Linked DNA regions of Macaca mulatta: region 2 is linked to region 1. The links are chromatin contacts, called in public Hi-C maps. All regions are on one chromosome and are shown on one strand. Each heading gives the region's core, a stretch centred on a gene start, on an enhancer-like site or on the middle of the called end of the contact. The rest is flanking DNA. Distances are from core to core; before and after follow the strand shown. Region 1 holds the start of TMEM131 (transmembrane protein 131). Region 2 holds the start of VWA3B (von Willebrand factor A domain containing 3B).

Region 1 (3,482 bases), core at 556-3,055:
ATGCCAAAATGCTAGGTGCCACGATCACACAGAACACTCAACGAACTGCAGATCTGTGGCCAATGACGTATTATGACAACCCCAGGCCTGACTAGTCCTAAACCGGCAATATTTTATTCTGGAAATAATTCTGCTTCCATCAATTAATCCTTTCTATAGACGGCAATTCTTTGAATAATTTCCACCAATGTTAACCCAGACTAAGGTTGCTTAGAGAGTTAAATAAGGGAATGTAATGTGGACAAAAATAAAAGAAACAGTATCCTGAAGCACATTTACACTTTACTAATTCAGTTTGTATTTGCTTTTACCTTCAATAACAATAAAAAGCAAGTGACTTCAGTCAGAAAGTAGAACGTTAACTCTAAAGTTACCGTGGCAAGAAATTGTTTTCTTGTACGAGCAGTTTCATGTGCAATGCTAAACTAACAAGTTTTGCTTAGTTTTTGTTTTTTGTTTTTAACTATTCACTTAGTAAATTCTTCATGAAAGCTCTGTGACCATTCACATGTCCCTTGGCTCAAAAAGAGGTAGTGTAGATGAAATTACACTGATTTGGTCTTCAAGATTACAAAATAATTTTTGACCCTGTCCAAGTACCCGTTTTGCAGCAGCACGATACTAATGAGAGTTTTTTTAAGTAGGGGCCAGCCCTTAACCGTAAATTAACTGTAAGGGCTTGCAAACTGGCAACTTCACATTTATTTTTAAAGGCTTTCACATCAAAGACAAAGGCACCGAATTACGTGTTTTAAAATAAGAAACGCAAACAGGCTTTCAAAAGCTTACTAAAGACTTAAATGGAATTGTATTTACGTCTAACAATAAAGAGTCATCAATACCGCAAAGAGACATTAAAGGAGGAAGCTACAGGATCAAGATTCCCCTCGAAGAAATGTCTGAACAAACTCAAACTGAAATTTTGTAAGCTGCGTCTCGCTATTTTTACCGCATTTTAAAGTAAGCTCTGTTTGCACGCAACCAACCGCAACCAAGAAAACAGAAGTGTCCTAAAATGTACCTATTAGCCAAAATAAAGCCAAAAAATATGCCCCTCCTACCTAGCGGGCCAAGTGGCAAGAACGTACGAGAACTCAGGAAGTTTTGAAATGGCAGTGACAGGAGACGGGGGGGAAGGCAGGGGAAGGAATCACGGAGAGCTCGGGCCACTCCAAGCGGCGGGCGCTGCGAGGTCCCGGCTCGGGACGGGACCCGACCGCCCAACTTCGCGCCGGAGCCCCGGCCGCGGCCCTTCCTCCCGGCCCAGCCCGCCCGGCCTCCGCGAGAGCGGCGTGACAGCCCCGCCGCAGGGACGCCGCCGGGGGACACCCACCTTCCTTCTCGGCCCGCGCCGCGGCCACTACGAGGGTCATCACCAGGTGCAGCGCTCCTACGAGGCCGGCTGCCGCGCTGCGCGGGCCCCCGCTACGGCCGGCTGCGGGTTCCAGCCCGGCGCCGGCGGACGTGGAGACGGCGGCGGTGGTGGCTCCGGCTGCTCCTCCTCCCGCCCGCTTCCCCATCCCTGCCGGCCGGGGGCCGCCGCGCTCGAGGTCCGGCGCGGCCCTTCTCGGCGAGGCGGCGGCGGCGCGGAAGCCGTGGTCCGGGCTCTGGCCGCGGCGCCGGGGACGACAACGGTTCCGAGCCCAGGGCTCGGGCTCCGGGCGTGGGCCTGGGTCCGTGCGTGCGTGTGAGCGAGAGTGTCAGTCACGGTCTTGGCCTGGGCATCGCCTACAAGGAGTCGGAGCTGAGAGGCCGCGGGTCAGGCACGGCGGGCGGCCATACTGGAAACGGGCACGGGCCGCGGGCCCTGAGCGCTGGCCTGCGAGGGGCGGGGCGCGGCTCTGGGCACCGCCCACGTCGTGCCGACACCTGGGCGGTCCGCCGGTCAGCCTGTCCGCCCCGGAGCTCCCGGGCCCCACGTCGTCGTCCCGCTCTCGGAGGCCGGCGGCTTCCCGGCCAGACAGAACCAGGACAGAACAACCCCAGGCCGTCACCGCTGCCCGGTGCAGGAGAAGGAGGGAGGCAGGCCTGGGTTCAGCTGCCAGGACTTATGATGGCCGCTTCCGCTTCGCGGAGGCGGTGACGGCGATCACGTGGAGACGGGGCGGCCTTGCCGCGCAGCCGCCGCGTTGCGTGGGCGGGGCAGGGGCGGAGTTGCGGGGCGCTGGGAGTTTTGGCTTCTTCTCCGGCTCCGGGACGATCCTCCGTGCTCTGCGCTGCAGTGCTGGAGCCTTGCAGGGGTCTGAGTGCGCATCCGGACCGCGAGACGAGCGCGGAAAGTCCGTTCCAGTGACTCCTCCTGGTGGCACTCCCGCCTCTCGGCCGCTTTGACATCGAGAATACCCCGGGCCTGACTCAGTTCCTGGTGGTGCTTCCTTGAGGATGGTGACCCGCTGAACTCATCCTTGGGTCTTCCGAGTCATGGTACCCAGGAGGCGCTTGATGGAGTCCTCTTGCCTTGGCTTGTGCACGCTTTGGCGCGGAACACCTTGTGTGCAGAAAGCGTCAGTGACTCTGGACGGAGAAGGCAGAGGCGGACAGACTGCTCTTTAGAATATCCAGTAGCCGGCTTCCTCTAGGAAAAGTTCTTTTTTTATTTTTATTTTATTTTTTTTTTTTTTGAGACGGAGTCTCGCTGTGTCTCCCAGGCTGGAGTGCAGTGGCGTGATCTCGGCTCACTGCAAGCTCCGCCTCCCGGGTTCACGCCATTCTCCCGCCTCAGCCTCCCAAGTAGCTGAGACTACAGGCGCCCGCCACCACGCCCGGCTAGTTTTTTGTATTTTTAGTAGAGACGGGGTTTCACCATGTTAGCCAGGATAGTCTCGATCTCCTGACCTCGTGATCCACCCGCCTCGGCCTCCCAAAGTGCTGGGATTACAGGCTTGAGCCACCGCGCCCGGCCTTTTTTTATTTTTTAATTATGTATTTATTTTTGAGACAAGGTCTGGTTCTGCCGCCCAGGCTGGAGTGCAGTGGTGCGGTCTGGGCTCACTGCAACCCCGGCCTCCCGGGCTTAGGTGATTCTCAGGCCTTAGTCTTCGGGGTAGCTGGGACTACAGGCGCCCGCCACCACGCCACGCCAATTTTTCTTTTCTTTTAAGAGATGGTGTCTCACTATGTTGGCCGGGCCGGTCTGGAACTCCTGGGCTCAGGCAGTCCGCCTTCCAGAGTGCTGGGATCACAGGCATGAGCCATTGTGCTGGGCCCGGAAAAATTCTTAAGACGTCTATTTCCTTCACGAGCCATCTCGCACGTCTTAGATGCCCTTTTCATCTTAGGTTGAGCTTCTTGGTGTGCACGGCTATTCTCTCCAAGACTTAATTTAAGCTCTTGGAGGGGGTCCTTCTTTACTCATCTTGGTAACTTCCCAGCTCTTAGCCCAGAGACATTTTACTTTCCTCAGCTTTATTGAGTGAGTTGATACATGTATAAGGCCAAGTCTGCCCACAGTTCGTCTCAGAACAAGTTAGATAGGAAAATAA
Region 2 (3,803 bases), core at 1,257-3,756, 120 kb after region 1:
CCCACCTCTCCCAAGGCTGCCCCTGATGGCCAAAACTCCCTTCACCACAAGAACTAACAAAGGTTCAGCAGGAACTGCTTCGTGATTTAGATGCCTCACTCTCAATTCCTCCTTCCTCTTCAGAGGGAGTGCCTCTGTTTGAATTCCAGCTCTGGTTCTTTCTCACACATATATACAAGGAGTTAACATTCTCCGTTTCCTCTGGTTCCAGTTTTTGCAGTGGGCTTAGGAAAACTGCTTTTCATCCCTTCATTTTCTTTATCACCCTCCCTCCCCCACCAAACATTCTGATCATGGCCATAAGCTCAAGCAGTGGCAGTGACAGACTTGTATAAAGAAAAGGAAAACCCATTTAACCTGAAAAGTAAACAGCACAAAGGTCAAATACTAACGAAAGGCTTGTCAAAGGCTAGTACATGGTTGCCAAAAGTGTGGTACTGGCAAGCGATGCTTTGAGACTGTACAGGTAGAGAGAAGTCATTAGGGCTGCAGCATCCATGGGAAGGCTTTGGGGAGAGAGAGAAGAGCTAGAGCTGACCCTGAAGGGACGGTGGTTCCCAGACTGTGGCAATCTGGGTGGCCCGAGTAAAGGCATCTGTGCTCAGAGACAGGGACCAGGCGGTTCTCTCTGGGACGGGGGTTTGTGTTGGAGACAATGAGCAAAAAGTCTAAAAGTACATCTGAGCCCTGAATGGTAAAGTTCAGAGGTTTGACAACAAGGATGGCAGTGATTTGATCAATGTCAATTACTGAGGTTTAAGGAAAGATCCAAATTATCTGTAAAAATGTAAATTCAAAACAAATTTGTCAAAAGTTCAGTATAACAGTGTATCACCACTGTGCTAAAGGTTTTCTTATTTCAAATAACTCAACAAACAAAAATGAGGCAAACCATTCTGTAACTAGCTAAACTGAAGTCCGTATCAACTATGTAATGCTTCAAAAGGACCTTAAACTTCTACTCACTTATCATTCTACAATTCAAGTAAGTAATGTTTCACATTTTCATCAGAATGTATGCTTATAGGCACATAAACATGAAAGACAGGGACAGATCATCTTGATGACTTGCATGTATGTGGCAAGTGTCCTAGGGAAAGGAGCAGGCATGGGGTGAAGGTGGAACAGGAGTGCCTGGCATGACCATGTGAGGCAGGGCATTTGGCTGTGTGTTGCTGTGTGCTCTGTCTCACCCCCGTGATCCAAGAATATTAGTGTGGCAGGGTGTGGACAGCAAGGATTAATGGGTCATTGGCAAACTTGGGCGAGGCTGGGGTTCCACTCCCTTCTGAACAGTCTTTAGTACTATCAACCTTTTGCTTGTTTTTTGGTGATGTGGATGGCAGGTTTCATTTGCAGGGCCAAACATATATAATCTAATAACTGTCAGGAATGATTCGTGATATGGAATCAAATCTTTCAGTATTTTGTAAATGATAGAGGCATTAAAAGAATGCAGGAGAAATAAATCCCTGTGGATGAAGCAGACTTTTCTCTTGGGGACGGAATTACTCAGTTCTAACATTAACTATGTTTTACTAGATCTTTGACTGAAAAACCTGCAAATGATCTGGCCAGTTCTTCAATTTTAAAATCCAAAATCGTTTACTATCCCAATAACCTAAAAACAATACTTACTGTGGGGTCTTTTATTACGATTTTAAAGATACTTTTCATAAGCACAATTTTATTTCCTAGTGACTGGAAAAATAGGAATATATTTAGAGCCTTTTGCTTAGTTGATAAGGTAACACCGAAACAAAGGTTAAAAACAAAGCTGAATGGAGAAAATAATGCCTCTAGGAATATTCATGTCAAACAGGTAAGAATGTTCTGGGCAACCGAGCCCCTGCCTCCACAATCTCAAAATCGCAGCTCCCTGTCCCTCCTGTCTGTCTACAAGGAACTGCCCCACCTCTTTTAAAGCTTCTTTCTCTGAACTGTGCAAGGAAGAGAGCATCGCCTCACAGTGCTGAGGTGAAAATTAAAACTACGCAGGGGTCAGTTCTCTGCACACTGAAAAGTATGAACAGAAGTTCGTCTGTAGCGTTTCCCGCAGTCTTCTCGCCTCTCCTTGGCGTCTGGCGCCTTCCTCCCCCATCTGCTCGCACCCTAGCTTTCCACCCCAGCTCATCAGTGTATTTGTTTGTTCATTCATTCATTCATATTCTCCGCTGTTGTTAATTTTCCCACTGACAGTAGGCGCAGGGGGCAACGCCATCCGCCCTGTCCCTCTAGCGTGGCCTCTGCCTGGGAGTCTGGGGTGGAGGTCGGCCCGGCCCGGCCCGGGTGGTTCCGCACCCCCGGCTTTCCGCACCTGGATCGCGGACGGCCTGGGCGCCCCGCCCCCTTGGCCCCACGCCCCAACCCTCGCCCCGCCCCCTTGGCCCCACGCCCCAGCCCGCGCCCCGCCCCCTTGACCCCACGTGCCCAGCCCACGCCCCAGTGAGGGCGCGCTCTGTAGGCGGGGCCGGCTCAGGGAGCCGCGCTGTGATTGGCCGTGTCCAGGAGACGCCGTCGTCAACAGACCGCGCTCGGAAGCCGAGGCGCAGGTCACGGAGACCTAGAACAGCCGAAGTCCTTCGCGCCGGCGCGCAGCCGTAGCTCGCAGGAATCGCTGCCTCAGCAACGGGATGCTTACCTCGTCCGCCCGCTCGGGTCAGGCGGGCCCGGGAGGATGGGAGGGTGACTGCTGAGCGGGAGCCGCCTCGTCTTCCCCCCGACGTGTTGCCTAGTAAGTGTGGGAGCGATCCCTGCCGCGCCAGGGCCGCCCAGGTGCCGAGCCTTCCCACGAGCCGCCTGGGGAGGTCTTGGAAAAATGCCGTTTCCGAGCTGGACCACACGCCCACTTTACAGATGCGGAAACGGTACCAGGAAAGCTCGGTGACTTGGCCTGGCCCACTTAATCGTCCGCTATCCGGGGCAAGCCGAGGGTCAAGGTACCGGCCCCTCCTACTCTCACCCGAGCCCACGGCCAGCCGCTCTGCGGGGGAAGCGGCTTTCCTAGTTTCTGTCTCTGCCCTAGGCCAGCAATGCAAGGGGATGAAATCCACCTGGGCTTTGAAGCGAACACAGGAACCAGAAGAAACACATTTGCTGTACATGATGATAAATATGTATAGTCTAAAAGCCAAAGCAATCTGCTTGCAATAAAGCTCCCCACACCTTTCTGTCCTGGAAAGGCCTCTGGCTCCCGCCCATTCCACACTTACACGGTTTCACAATCATATCACTTTCTTTCACCCTCCTTACAAGGGATAAGACTTAAGAAGTAGATTTAGTTTCCATTTGGTAGAGCTTTTCCTTTCGTTTTCTTGGAAACTCTCTGTTTCTTCTCAGCAATGACCTTCCCCCTAAAGCACTCCAATTATTCTCAGATTTTGTCTTGACTGTTTTCTCAACCGTGGGACAGTCCGTTTCAATATCCTTGTCTCTGTCCACATTATTTGAACCAATGATCACGGCCAAGCCTTGTCCCTTAAGGGCAGAAAAAATGGGGGGAGGTTTCAGGGTTTCTGGGGAACAGTTGCATCAGGATCCATCATGAGGCTTCGTCCCAGTTTCCTTTCTTCCTGGAACACTCATCGTTCACAAATTCACCTAAATCACAAGATACATGTCCACCTAGCCCAGACTTCTTTTTCAGAAACTAACAGGCGTATAGGAAATTTGGGGTGTTGATAATAAAGTAGCTAGAAGCTTACTGAATGTCTCAACTGGATGAATGGACTCTAAACCCTGCACCGTCCCTGAACCTCTGAGCACGTAGGACCTTTTCTCTGAGGGCATGCCGACTTCACAAG

What was found. Hi-C and Micro-C count contacts between places; a contact is called where the count stands out from the background.
Region 2: a contact with region 1 is called in a Hi-C map of fetal cortex germinal zone, with 2.5 times the contacts expected there. The contact joins the promoter of VWA3B here to the promoter of TMEM131 in region 1. A contact is called at or near these places in 3 of 14 Hi-C or Micro-C datasets (blood, fetal cortex germinal zone and liver).

What each region holds. Positions count from the first base shown.
Region 1 is chr13:6,063,195-6,066,676 of T2T-MMU8v2.0, forward strand. It overlaps TMEM131 (transmembrane protein 131), which reads right to left and starts at 1,806. Exons shown (of 41, transcript XM_028832201.2): 1 at 1,334-1,806. The coding sequence starts at 1,520.
Region 2 is chr13:6,184,581-6,188,383 of T2T-MMU8v2.0, forward strand. It overlaps VWA3B (von Willebrand factor A domain containing 3B), which reads left to right and starts at 2,507. Exons shown (of 29, transcript XR_013402590.1): 1 at 2,507-2,734. LOC144333672 reads right to left here. Exons shown (of 3, transcript XM_077958831.1): 1 at 2,642-3,803. The coding sequence starts at 3,104.